Linked DNA regions of Sus scrofa: region 2 is linked to region 1. A link is a contact called in public promoter capture Hi-C data. All regions are on one chromosome and are shown on one strand. Each heading gives the region's core, a stretch centred on a gene start, on an enhancer-like site or on the middle of the called end of the contact. The rest is flanking DNA. Distances are from core to core; before and after follow the strand shown.

Region 1 (6,963 bases), core at 3,165-5,664:
CCCATAAACATAACTTCCTGGTATAACTCGGCATTGCCTAAGCTTGGAACCTTCTGAAAATTAATTTAGTAGGAAACCAGAGGAGTTCTCAAGAACATTCTGGTTCAGGTTTGATTCTGGAGATGCAGATTTGGGCATCGTCTCTCCCATCCAGTTGCTCAGAGATGGGAGCACAGTAGACTGAGAAGGTGATATTTCTGCTTTATTCTAGGCAGTTGGCCCACTAATTTGAATTGATCCTTTTCTTGACGTCTCCCTTGTGAGCTGCACAGGAGACAGAAGTCATGAGACAATTTTAGTGTCATTTCATCCACCATTACTTTCTCTCCAGATGTTATTGCTAAGGAGCCACCCACGACCTTCTTCCTTTTAGAGGAGAAAGCTTCCTGCTGGCATCCCAGGCTGAAGATGGGAAACACACTTGACCTCAATGGACCGTGTGTGTGTTTCTTTGGTCTGAGGAGCTGAGATGTGTATTCCCCTTCCTCATTTCTAGAGTGCTCTGTTTTTTTAAATAATGGCGAAACAATTGATGGCTACAAGGTGAAAAAAAGAAAAAGAAAAAGAAAGAAGTTGGAACCTAAACAGTGATGTTTCTGAGATTCTCATGTGGCACAGAAACGGATCAGGTAAAGTATCAATCCAGTCCCCAGCAGAAAACCATGTGAAGAGAGGCTTTCAACTGTGGCCATCAGGTACACCCAGAGTGGGGTTCCCTCATGAGAGGAGGCTGGGGTGGCAGAGGATGGTGTTCCTGGTGATGGGAGGCTGCGGTTGAACATAAGTGTGATCTTAAGACTGCCTGGTGGATTTGAGCCAATCCTTTTCTCCTGGAAATTACCCCCACTTGACCAAGTTTACTAATGTCTCTGAGTGCCTGTAAGGTCTATGGAGTTAGCAAACAAGCATTTCCAGTGAAGCCCCGAAATCTTCAGCATCCTATCATTTGTGAGGCCTTACTTAGATCACACATACTGTAATGTGCATTGGACAAAGACCCATCCCAAGAGTGTGAAAGAATAGAATCCACTGGTTTTTGTTCCTTCAGTTATTACGTGTTTCTACATTTTCAAAACGTGCTTATTCAAGCTCTTAAAGATATCAACAAATCTCATTTTTATAAAAAAGGGATTATTGGCCACGATTCTTCTTTGACTGTCTCCCATTTGAATTCTGGGCAGCCTCACAAACTAACAAGAGGTGTAGTTGTGCACAAATGAACTGGTAAAGACGCTTGGGGTGTGTGTTTTAAATAACAATGCAAATTTTAAAAAGCCTTTTAGGAAATCAGCAGCTTTTGCAGTCCACCTGCAAAACTGTTCACTTTACAATTTTTTCCTCCTGTTTAATGTGTTCCTCTCTTTCCTTGTTCCTCAACCCTTGGCATATAGTCTGATATGGAAATGCCTTCCCTATTTATTCTGTCTGGTGTTGTTTCCTCTGAGATTGGCAGGTAGTTCAAATTTCATTTCCTTCTATGCCTCAAGGAAAAACATTTGTCCCTAATTCCTACTTTTCCTATTTATATTTTCTTTCCCTGCCAAGGTACTTTTTCCTATAGTTCATCTTCCCTCTTTCTTGCATCTCCTTACAGTTTCTAGGTCAGATGTACTCTTCCCTAGTTATTTTCTTCTTTATCCCAGCTTCCCTCTACTTCACTGTCTAGTTGGTGGGAAAGATGAGTTATGCTGTGAAGTGGTAGATAGCTCAATTTCTGACACCAAGAATCCCTTTCCCTACCCATTTTCACTCTAAAAGGATTCAAAGAAAATGAGTCCAGATCAAAGATTGAGTATAAACTAACTATCTCTCAAAAGCAACAGGAGAAAATTTCCCCCAAATCTGCACCAACTGCTAGTTCCTTTCTGTCTTGCATATTTGCACTGGGAAGGAAGCGTTTAGGTCTGTATTTGGCGGGCAAAAGAACAAGAAGGGCTTCTGTCCCCATCACCCCACTGAAAGGGCTCTGGTCGGGTTGCCTGTGACCTCCATACTGCCAAATTCAGTGGTCACTTCTGTGTCCTTACCTCTCCCCGGCACAGCCTCACTCATCTTCTCCTGCTGTCCTTCCCCATGCTGGCCACTTCTGTGCAATCTTCCTGGCTGACCCTTCTCTACTTCAAATGTCCATGCCTCAGAGTCTGGCCCAGTTCTTCTCTCTTCATTCAACCTCTTTCCTTGGGAATCTCTCTCTCCTCTCTCTCTCTCTTTTTTTTTTTTTTTGCTTTTTAGGACTGCACCCACAGCATGTGGAGGTTCCAATGCTAGGGGGTGAACTGGAGCTATAACTGCCATCCTACACCACAGCCACAGCAACATCAGATCGAGCTGTGTCTGCCACCTACATACACCACAGCTCAGGGCAACGCCAGATTCTTAACTCACTGATTGAGGCCAGGGGTCAAATCTGCAACCTCATGTTACTAGTCAGATTTGTTTCCACTAAGCCAAGATGGGAACTCCTGGGAATCTCATTTTTAAATATCATTTGTATCCTGAAGACTTCTAAGTGTAAATCACCAGTCCCAATCTCTCTCCCAAACTCCAGACTTGAAGAGATCTGGTTGTGCCGACATCGCTGAAGCTTTCCTCTTGATATCTCCAAGAGGTTATCGGATATCTCCTCTTGAAGAGGCATCTCACCTTGAACCATGACCAACCCAAACAGCATTCTTTACTCCCACTGTCCCTCACCTCCCTAACATGCTTTTCTCTCATCCTTTCCAATTCCGGCAAGTGGCATCTCCCTCCACCAGTTGCTCAGTCTGAAGTCATACCCCAACCCCACCTCTCACCCACCACCATTTAGCTCTACCTTCAGAGTACATGGGGAATCCATTCACTTTTCACACCTTCACTGCTGCTACCCTTGTCCACGCTACTCTGTTTTATTGGATGCATGACTCCGTCATTTCCAAAGAGGTTTCCCTGTTTCTGCTCCTGTCCTTATTGTGGGACTTTGTTCACATAGCAGCCAGAATAATTTTCAAAACTGTAAGTCGAATTGCATCATATCCCTTCTTAACCACCCCCCTGGAGGTCCCCTATGCCTATTCTACCCAGAAAATACTTTTCTTCTTTGCATTGTCTAGTACTTTTATTTCCACCGTAGCCCAGACCTGTAGAAAAGGTTCAGCCTCGCTGCTGTCTTGTTCCTTTCTCATAAACAACATGAACAAGAATATTTATAGATCTGAAAATCCTTTAAAGTATTTATTTCTGTGCAGGTAGAAAACTTCCTAAGTAACTCCCTCTTTTTGGAAGCATGGAGGGTGGGAACTTCAGGGACCAGTGGTGTTGTTTGCTCCTATTATCTGATCAAGGATACTGGAGAGAGTTGAGAAAAATAGTGGGAATTTGGAGAGATGGAGATGAAGAATATAATGAGAAAGTAAAACATGGCACAGGGGTTAAAAATGGGCACAATGAATAAATTCTTTCTTTTATAATTCGTATTGTAGTAGAATTTTATAAATTGAGTTGCTGCAGAAAAAGGAGTAATAAAATGATATTAATTAGTATCATACTAGTAATTATACTATTTGTCCCTGAATTTATATAATCTTTCTGCAAAAAGCTAAAAATGGTTTCAAAAGCGCTAATAATATTATATTATTGGGCAATGTGTCTATAATAGACATTAATTATATGGTATTAAACCAATCCACAGAGCTTTCTAAAGGTATAATAGGCTAATAAAACACCAGAAACCTAATTGCTACTCTAAGAATTTAGAATTAAAATTAGCTTAATGATAGGAAAAATTTTAATAGGAAAAAATATCCGCAGAACATTTGCTCTGATATAGTTTTTCACTGTAAAGAATATTAAAAATATCAATAAAAGCAAAATAAGTATCCAGACCTTATTACACAAATATCGCTGTTAAATTTCTTCTTTTTCTAAGCTATCTTATTGTGTGGTTTTCAGAGCCTTTTATAAGTCAGCCACTAGAGAGCAAACTTCTTCTTTTTATCAGTCTGCAGTATTATTAAAAAAAAAAAATACATACCACGTGTATATACCGGCACTCTTAGAATAGCCTATTATCTCAGACTGTAAAATCTGATAATATAGCTTCCGAATGCCTGGGGCAGTGGGCGTGGGGGATGGAAGTGGGGAATTTTAAGGCCTTTATATTAAAAACATAAGAAAGAACAAGATAAGATGTTGTAATGTTGAACTACCTTCCTGGAGTGAAAATGAACCCTTCTGCTAATGGAGCTTAAAGTCTTAGGTTTCATCCCCTGTAATAAAATACGATAGGCATTGTTTGGTCTGACAGGCATCCTGGGTCTTTTATTCCAGGCGAGGGTAATAGAAATGATACTGGAGCTCAAAGAAATGATACTGTTTCCAAGTAGAAATGTGGATAAATTACATTGTCAGTTACATTACAGCCTTTCACTCCAGAGGCCTGAGTCAGGCAAAGAAAGCTGCCAGTGGAGGAACTTTCTCATCTTTGCACAAACTCCCACTATTGACATTCCTTCCAAAGGTCAGTATGAGCCCCAAAGATCAATACACAGGCAGATCAATCTGCTAAAGGGTGCCAGAGAACAGATGAGGGAACGTAGGAACACTGGGGACTCTCCCCCAACTTACCAGGCCCCAGAAGTTATTTCCCAGGCAGCGTTTTGACCAAGATTGACAGAAAAAGTGAGTAAAGCTGCTTTCTCTTCTGTGTTCTGTTAACAGGACCCTAGGAACTCACCGCTGAATAGTCATTGGAATCAAATTTCATCATTCTCATCTGGGCTTTGGGATATTTGAGGATTTACCACCTAGAATTTGGACTTTTGGGGTATTTTTACAAAATAACGATAGTTAGATTATACCAGCTATCGAAGAAGGGAGATTTCAAAACCTTCCAAGGAAACACTTTCGGGGGTTTATAGGCTATTCCTCTTAGGCAATGTATATTTTCTGTCGAATTGACTCAAGTGGAAGTGTCAATATTTGAACAATTTGGCCTATAAAATGGCAATTTTGCAGGCTTTGGCCTAACACATGATACTACAGGGTCTTCTGTGGAGAGACCTCCATCCCCAGCTCAGGTTTCCATCAGCCATCGTTACACACCTACCACGCTCTCAGTGCTGTCCCCGCGCAGCTCTGGGAACAGGAGCAGGAGCAGGGACCACTTCCCTTCAGGGCACTGTGGTGAGTGCTCTCAGACATTAAGGACCAGCAGACCAGTCCTGCCTTTGCAGCGCTTGCATCCTAGTGTGAGGAGTGGACAGGATTGCTCACTCTAAGGAGGATGAGGCCGTGCTATGTTCTCTAGAGTTGAACAGCTGTGGGACCAGGAAAGGGGGCTGAGATTCGGTCCTGACTGGGGGATTCCTGGAGTCTTCACGGAGGAAGGGACACTCCTGTTTGGGAGCTGATGCTTACCTGGGAGAGGTGATGATTTAACTGGGACTTGAAGAATGCTTAAGCTTGTTCTTACAATTTCTGTCAGAAAGCTGCAGCCAAAATTGTTAGTATCCCCAGGTGGCAGTGGTCCTTCTAGAACCACACGAAACTTGGCACAGTGTGGAGGCACCCTCCCAAGCCCCTGAGCCACTGCGATGTAGTGGCTGGGAACACTGACCCTGGAGCCAGACTGCCCTTATGGAATGTCTGTGTGACCTCGAGTAGTTTATTCAGCTTCTCTGTGCCTCAATGTCCTCACCTGTAAAATGTGGGTAAGTGATAGGACCTATTTTCGGTCTCCTCTGGAATTCTGACAGGGCTGGACATTTCCACAGGTTTATGGGTAACCTAACAAAACTCTTTTCACAGACTCACTAAGGGAGCCCCAAGGAAAGAACTTCGGTGAGCAAGACTTGAGGAAGAGGGCGTTAGGTATGTGTGTGTGTAAACTTTAGGTTTACAAGCAAATAAATGAAATCTCGAAAGGACTGTTTTGACTTCCATCTAAAACCCCAGGGCCCTGGTGGAATGCCTCTTGTAGCGGGTAACTCAGGGCAGCTTTGGTGGACTGACTGTTCCAGGGGCCAAAGGCCAGTGTTGTCACCTCCGAGGCCCCAGGGCTTCTGCTGGGTGGCAGAGGCCACTGGCAGATCCTTACACAGTGGAAGCAGCTCCCTTGTCTGATACTACCTGGCATTGTTCTTGGACATATTCGAGATAGCCCCTAGGAATGTCCAGAAATTTGGTGGTGGGGTAGTGTGGATGGGGTGGGGTAGGGTGGGTCGGCGAGTTTGGAGTTGGGGGAGATGGGAGCCCTTTGCAAGGAGAAGGGTCCTATAATAGGAGGCAAAGTGAAAGTCTGAGAAAGGAAGGGTCTGACCTGATGCCCCATTTGCATCTTTCAGGCCGCTGTGGTCCAGGACACGTCAGTTACATGTGAATCCCTTCTGGCAATTCAGCAATAGCCATTGTAACTTTCAGGTCAGAAAAGTTTTTTTTTTTTTTTTTTTTTTTGTCTTTTTGCCATTTCTAGGACCGCTCCCTCGGCATATGGAGGTTCCCAGGCTAAGGGTCAAATCGGAGCTGTAACTGCTGGCCTAAACCAGAGCCATAGCAATGCAGGATCCGAGCCACGTCTGCAACCTACACCGCAGTTCATGGCAACGCCGGATCCGTAACCCACTGAGCCAGGCCAGGGATTGAACCTGCAACCTCATAGTTTCTAGTCGGATTTTTAACCACTGAGCCATGACGGGAACTCCAGGTCAGAAAAGTTTTTAAAAAGTTCTGCCCATGCCTAAGAAAATAATATATCTTGTGAGTAGTTAAAATTAGATTAAAATTACCCTTAGCTTATCATGCAGTGATAACTACTTTTGATGTAAATGTATTTTGATGTATTTCCATGTAGATTTTACCCTGACAAAAGACATGTATATTTGGAATTTGCTAAATTCGGTAAATGTATTTAAATACTTATATATCAATATAAAAATTTTACCATTTTTTATCCCCCTTTTTTCACTTAAAGTTATATGTTGAATA
Region 2 (6,963 bases), core at 2,057-4,556, 710 kb after region 1:
ATTCTATCTTGATCCTTGTAGTAGAACCACTTCTCCTTTGGTCAAGTCATTTAGTCCAATCCATGTCTTAACTAGTAACATGTCAATTACAGGGATAATTTTGGCCTGCTATACAAACAAAACTCAGAAGGGCTTCAAGATATATATGAAAAAGCCACATAAATAGTAACTAGTACACTAAATAAGTATACACTAAAATAATTCTCCACAGGAGGCAATATAATGTAAACTACCTGTTGGCATTGTAACCTTCAGTTTGTCACTCAGCCTTTTATGTCTTCCTGATCTGTAAAACTGAAAACTGAAAACTTGTAAAGTACCTACACTTTACAAGCTGTCTGAGAATTAATTAAAACAGTGCCTAGCACTTGGTGCTCAACAAATGGTGGCTATAATATTTATATTTAGTATCACCTGATAATGTTACTAACTGAACTTCGCATGCTTTTGGTTTAAACAGTATGTTATCCCATTTTCCTTTTTCATGTTTTCAAATACTGACAAGGAAGAAAAAAAGATGAGATATCCAAAGAGATATCAACACGGTTGTAATATTTGAGGATAAAATGAAAAAATATATTATACATGAGGGGTACATTTAATTAAAAAAAATTTTTTTTTCTTTTAAGGCTGTACTTATAGTATATGGAGGTTCCCAGGCTAGCCGCTGAATCAGAGCTGCATCAGCTGGCCTACACCACAGCCACAGCAACGCAGGATCTGAGCCTCGTCTGCAATGTACACCACAGGTCATGGCAATGCCAGATCCTTAACCCACTGAGCGAGGCCAGGGATTGAACCCACATCCTCATGAATGCTAGTTGGGTTCATTAACCACTGAGCCACAACGAGAACTCCCAACTTAAATATTCTTTTATACTATTTGTTTTTCAAAGCCTTAGCCTCCTTTGACAAAAAGGTTTATACAAAATTACTTTCCACTAGAAAACTGATTTTATGAGTTAAGACTTAGAAAGTTGAATCTGATTCTAAAGCACTGCAACTTATTGAAAGGAACCTCTGGATAGTCAAATAACCTAACGTCGTTTTATGTGTCTATCCCACAAAAACTCTGAATAGATTGATTTTTTTTTTAAAAAAAGACTGTATATATAATTATATTCACTGATAATATTATGACTATTATCAGACTTAAATCTTCACAGAGAACAGAAGTATTTTAATATCATAAAGAACATATTATTGGAGTTTCCGTCATGGTGCAGTGGTTAATGAATCTGACTAGGAACCATGAGGTTGTGGGTTTGATCCCTGGCCTTGCTCAGTGGGTTAAGGATCTGGCGTTGCCCTGAGCTGTGGTGTAGGTCGCAGACACAGCTCAGATCCCACATTGCTGTGGCTCTGGTGTAGGCCGGTAGCTACAGCTCCAATTAGACCCCTAGCCTGGGAACCTCCATACGCTGCGGAAGCGGCCCTAGAAAAAGGCAAAAAGACAAAAAGAAAAAAAAGAAAAAAAGAAAGAACACATTATTTTAGCAGATGAATGATCACATGTGAAGGTATTTATTGGGTACCACAAATGTTCTGATCGGGTGACACTACAGGAAGAATTTAAAATTAGTATTTAAAATATTTTAGTAAAACTGTAAATATCCAAATGGTGACTTGTATTTGCAAGGTTAAACTTAAATTTATAATGATTTCTTCAAACCATTATACTCTTATATTTCATTGCATTTAGTATAGTTTGAATTTCCTGAACTCCAAATCTGTCATTTTTACTTATTGGCAAATAATTATATAGACAGTGAAATACTGGGATAAGAAAAAAACAAACATCTACCTCATTATTTAGAAAAAACCATTTCAAGAGACAGATTTATGTGACTACATTTTTAAATTTCTGTTTTAAACAATTAAGGATCCCTCCTACCCACACCCCGAGGTATACATTTGGGACAGAAATCACTTAATAGTCTCAAACTTCTGAAGATGTTCAAGGTAGCCAGTTCAAGGCCAATTACAAATCATTGGCAACATTAATGGTCTGGTGTTATCTAGTCTCAGAGTTTCAGTTTGTTACTCTTCTCCAAGAGTCAACAAAGAGAACACCAGTTTGGAGCTTTCCTAATACCTGCGTCACAGCCATGGGACACCTGAAATGGGTCTTTGCAGCTGCCTCTGCCTCGTGAGGACCGGACAGGTCTGGAACTGTGTTTTCAAACTTTATGAGGCAAGAGGATGAGTAAATATTTCTTCTTACCTATTTGCTGGAGAAATTATTTTTCTCCTTTTGTGGGAAGAAAGTGAAATATATAACTTCTAGATGTCTAATATATAATCCAGATCAGAAACTCTGGCATTTGTCAGAAACATGACTTTAACAATAGTCATTTTATAGATATCCTTTTATATGTACATGTTATCAATGCCTTCGAAATTCTTTTTAGAAGTAAAATATTTGTAGGGGAAAAAAACTCAGGATAAAAAATAACATTTATTTCCTTTCACCAAAATAGGATGTTCACTGCATTATAAATACTTTAGCATTGATACAATTTGCTTTTTTGAGAACATCTCCAAATTACAAAAAAAGAATTTAATCTTTTTCTCTCCAAACCACATTTAACAAGAAAACAGCTTGATACGATAAATCTGGTTTTTAAAAAAAACTAGAATATGCTAAAATGATTTCTAATATTTTTCTATAAATGTCTCACTCAAGAGAGATTGAAAGTAATTGGAATTTCCAGCTAAGAAAAATGCTAACTTTCTTAATTGGAAAATAATTTGAGGACTATAATTAAAATGTTCTCAGAATAATGTATTCACAAAATCTACATTTCAAATAAAGCTACTGATGTTAATAACAATTTACAACCATAATCTTAAATTAGAAAATAAAATTAATTTATAGTGCCTCAAAGATATCCCAACTCAAGATGTAACAGAGATCAGAAAACAAAGTTTTAAGGCAGTAAATATACATGCAATTAGAACCAGAGTTTTAAATACTCTGACGAACTTCACAGGTAAATCTTTATAGTTTAAAAACAAAAAACAAAACAAAAAAACAAGCTCCAAGGAATATAGAAAAGATTTTTGTTGCCACAAGCAGGGGGTGAGGGTGGGAGAGAAATGGATGAAGGGAGGTGAAAGGGTACATGTTTTCAATTATAAGACAGATAAGTTCTGAGGATGTAATGTAATAGCAGAGTGACTGTAGTTAATAATACTGTACTGCCTATTTGAAAATTGATAAAGAGTAGGTCTTAAGAGTTCTCATCACAAGAAAAAAACTGTTTTGTAACTATGTAGGGGGATGGATGTTAAGTAGACTTACTGGGATGATCCTTTTGCAATGTTTGCAATATTGGATCATTATGTTGTACATCTGAAACAAACACAATGTTATATATTAACTACACCTCAATTTAAAAAAAAAAAAAAAAAGGACTTCGCTCATGGCTCCAAGGGTTAAGTGTTGTCACCGCTGTGGCTCTGGTTACAGCTGTGGCACAGGTTTGATCCCTGACCTGGGAACTTTCCCATGCGGTTGGGTATACCCCCAAAACAACAACAACAGCAACAATGCACTTGGTTTTCTGAGCATTCTTCAATAATGTTAACAAATACTCATTTAGTGTTTTTAGGTCTTGGGCACTAGGCTAATTGCCAAAGATAGAGAGGTGCACAAGACACAGCCCAGCCCTGTGGGACTCATATTCTTGTAGATAAGTTAAGGATTGGAAGATAAGAATTCTAAAACTGAAAGTGACTCTAGGCTGAAGTGTTATCTCAGTTTTGGCAACAACACTGCCAAAAGTACCTTGGTAAAAATGGCACAAAAACTACTACTATTGAATACTTTTTGGAATCCTAAGTCTGCAGCTACTATGTGACCTGGTAGTAACAAACAATGTGTGATTTTTAACATCCAGAAAGATAGCAATATGGGCTCACTAACTAGAGAGCCCAGCAGTGGCCCTAAAGCTCTCTGTCAGTAAATGTGCAGGATAAAATGCTGTCAGCAACTAAATAGCTATTGCATAGAAGTAGAGAGGGTTTTGGCTTTCATGACAGTTAGTGAGTTGTTGTTGTTGTTGTTTTAAAAGCTTCTTTCACTTTTTGAGTCTACTTTCAACAAAGAAATAACCATGCCTGCCTTTATTACTGCTATGAGACATTGAAAATTCGCCTCTTCCCTTACAGTACAGAAAACTGAGCTGGTAGTCATTAATATGTCACACAAATCTAGATCTGCTTCATTGCTTTCTCTCAATTTCTCACTCACCTCCTTTTTTTTTTTTTTGTCTTTTTGCCATTTCTTGGGCCTCTCCTTCGGCATATGGAGGTTCCCAGGCTAGGGGTCTAATCGGAGCTGTAGCTGCCAGCCTATGCCAGAGCCACAGCAGTGCAGGATGTGAGCCGTGTCTGCAACCCACACCACAGCTCACGGCAACGCCGGATCATTAACCCACTGAGCAAGGGCAGGGATTGAACCCTCAACCTCATGGTTCCTAGTCGGATTCGTCAACCACTGCGCCACGACGGGAACTCCACTCACCTCCATTTTTTTCTGCTTTTTTTTTTAAATCCACTGGGATCTTACCTTTATTTCTTTCTCTATCCTCAAACCACATGAAATCATTTGGAAGATAAGAGTAGGTGTGGAGAGAAGGCTCCCTTCCATTCTTGAGAATTAGGGTTTTTTGGAAATAGAAAATAGCTATGCTTGGCTCCATAAAACATCTTACTTCACTTCTCATTTATCTTTTCCTATACTTTCTTCCTCTCTCTCCCCAGCAACTTTGACATCTCATCATTTTCTGCCCTTCCAGAGCCACTCCGAGGGCCATCATCAACTCAAGGGCAGGTAGGCTTCCTCACCATCACCTGCATAAATGTGGCTGACATAAGGCAGCAGTAGCTGGACAAGCAGTGTTTGCCCAACTGTGAGTTGTGACCCATATTCTAAAAGAGAGGTTAATTTAGTGGGTTGAGACCTGTATTTAAAAACTAAATCAATGGAAAAATAAATAGAACAGAATGGTAAATATAGTGGTTACATCACACTTACTTTAAAACTCTGGTTTATGTTGTGTGCGTATAGATATATGTATGTGTACTAGAACTCAATGCAAATACACTTGTCACATCCCTATAGGTCATGCTCAAAAGTTTGGAAGCCACTAAACTAGAATATTCCATTCTAGGGCTTGTATCTTTAGTTGATAGAATATTTCAGGTATTCTAGAGATTTAGAATATGCATGTTAAACTTCTTTTACTAAAAATGTTGACCTACAAGCCATACATATTCTAAAACATCATTAGTCAGTAAACAAACCAAATCAGTTTTCCTAGTTTTTTTTCAATATTTCATGAGAGAGACCCAAATAAATACTTTAAGTTTAATTTACCCTGAAAATTAAAACTGACAAATTATTAGCTATTTAAAAAAAATATTTTACGTAACAAATAAAAATCTAAGCTCAATAGACCTAAAAAGGGAAAATATTCTACTTTTTTAAGTTGAAAAAAGTCTGAGGGTACTGTTTGATGGATTTTCAAATATAATTTCAAAAATGAAGACGAGATCATTATTTCTTTGCATCTATTGTGTATGCATATGAATACAAACATCAATCTTCTATTTCTTTGGCTGGAAAGAGATTTTTTTAAATTGAAGCTTAGAAAGCTTAGAGTATGAAACTGTGACTAATGGCACCCAGTCCCTCAGCAGGGATGGAACCAGGCTCAGAGGCAGAGAAGAAATCAGCTGTACTGACTATAAAATAACTGCCTCAGAATACTGGTGATTTTCCTTACTTTCCACATATGGTGGCTGCATGGAATTCGTAGTTAAAATATAGAAGACATTTTTTAGCCATTCTGCAGTGTCAAAATGGGAACTGTATGTGACTCAGCCTCACAGCTTCACACACATCTTGGGCTGTCAGAACTGCAAGAGGCAACCAATACCAAGCCCTGCAGGGAGGGACAGCCCTGTGGCCTTGAGACTTTCCATAACAACCCTTGAGTTGATTAAAAGTGATGCTGACAGGCTTCAATCCTTCTTGCTTTTATGGATTCTGGCTGCTAAGAGCAGCCTCCAGAACTAGAAACCTATGAGAATAGCATTAAGATTTTTACTGGACTGTAAAATGCTTTAGAAAACGACATAGAATAAGAGTTATAAAATGTAAACTATTATTTAAACTTGACCATGTCTACAAAAATAAGGTATGAGTAATAAAGTACATATTCACTGAGTTAAGATAAAGGTATTATGCAAAGATATACAGAAATGCTCACTCCTCTGCTCCCCAGAAACTTCTGACAACCTGAAAGCATACAAATAGGAATTAAGTAAAATATTATTTAATCAAAACTTCCCTTTTTAATTTCAAAGACTACATGAAAAGATACTGAAACAACACTCTAAATCAGCTATACTGTAATTTTTAAAAAATTGTTTTAAAAGAAAACACACCTTAACTGCGAAAGGAAAGTGAACCCTGACTTAACTGTACAGTTTGGTACACTATTATTTTGAGAATAAAATGAGATGATACATGTGAAAAAGAAAAGATATAATGAATCATATCTCTTACTTAAGAAAACTCTAAGTCACATACAACACAGTATATTTAGAAACTTAATCTCAACAAAGTTGAAAGTTAGTCTTAGATGACTGGGAAATCTGCTTCCTTCGCAGCACTAAATTAACAGCTGTGCATGTGTGAGGCAATTCTTTTCTTACTCTGTATTACAACTTGTTATAAAATGGTCAGTGTTTTATTTAGTTTATTATATTTTAGGATAAAACAAGAGAATAATCATGCGTGCTTAAAATTAAGTTCTTCAGATGACAAATTTCCCATGAAAACTTAAGAATAGAGCTTATTTGAAAAAAGAACCTTCCAATGACATATAGAAGATGTTAAGAGATAAAAAAGGTAAAGTTGGAATAACTTTCCCTAAAAATAATGAAACCTGA

The links. Promoter capture Hi-C pulls out the DNA fragments that hold promoters and counts their contacts.
Region 2: a promoter capture Hi-C map of liver shows a contact between it and region 1, with 6 times the contacts expected there. The contact joins two enhancer-like sites. A contact is called at or near these places in 1 of 5 promoter capture datasets (liver) and 1 of 47 Hi-C or Micro-C datasets (embryonic fibroblasts).

What each region holds. Positions count from the first base shown.
Region 1 is chr1:56,180,192-56,187,154 of Sscrofa11.1, forward strand. No RefSeq gene overlaps it. Among named protein-coding and RNA genes, the nearest start is that of AKIRIN2, 110 kb to the left of the region's middle. Within about 2 kb of position 4,415, at least 5 of the 83 cell types and tissues checked have an H3K27ac peak or open chromatin away from gene starts, as enhancers often do. A contact at or near this core is called in liver, where this site is marked.
Region 2 is chr1:56,890,360-56,897,322 of Sscrofa11.1, forward strand. All of the region lies in intron 14 of RNGTT (mRNA-capping enzyme), which reads right to left. Among named protein-coding and RNA genes, the nearest start is that of RNGTT, 170 kb to the right of the region's middle. Within about 2 kb of position 3,307, at least 4 of the 83 cell types and tissues checked have an H3K27ac peak or open chromatin away from gene starts, as enhancers often do. A contact at or near this core is called in liver, where this site is marked.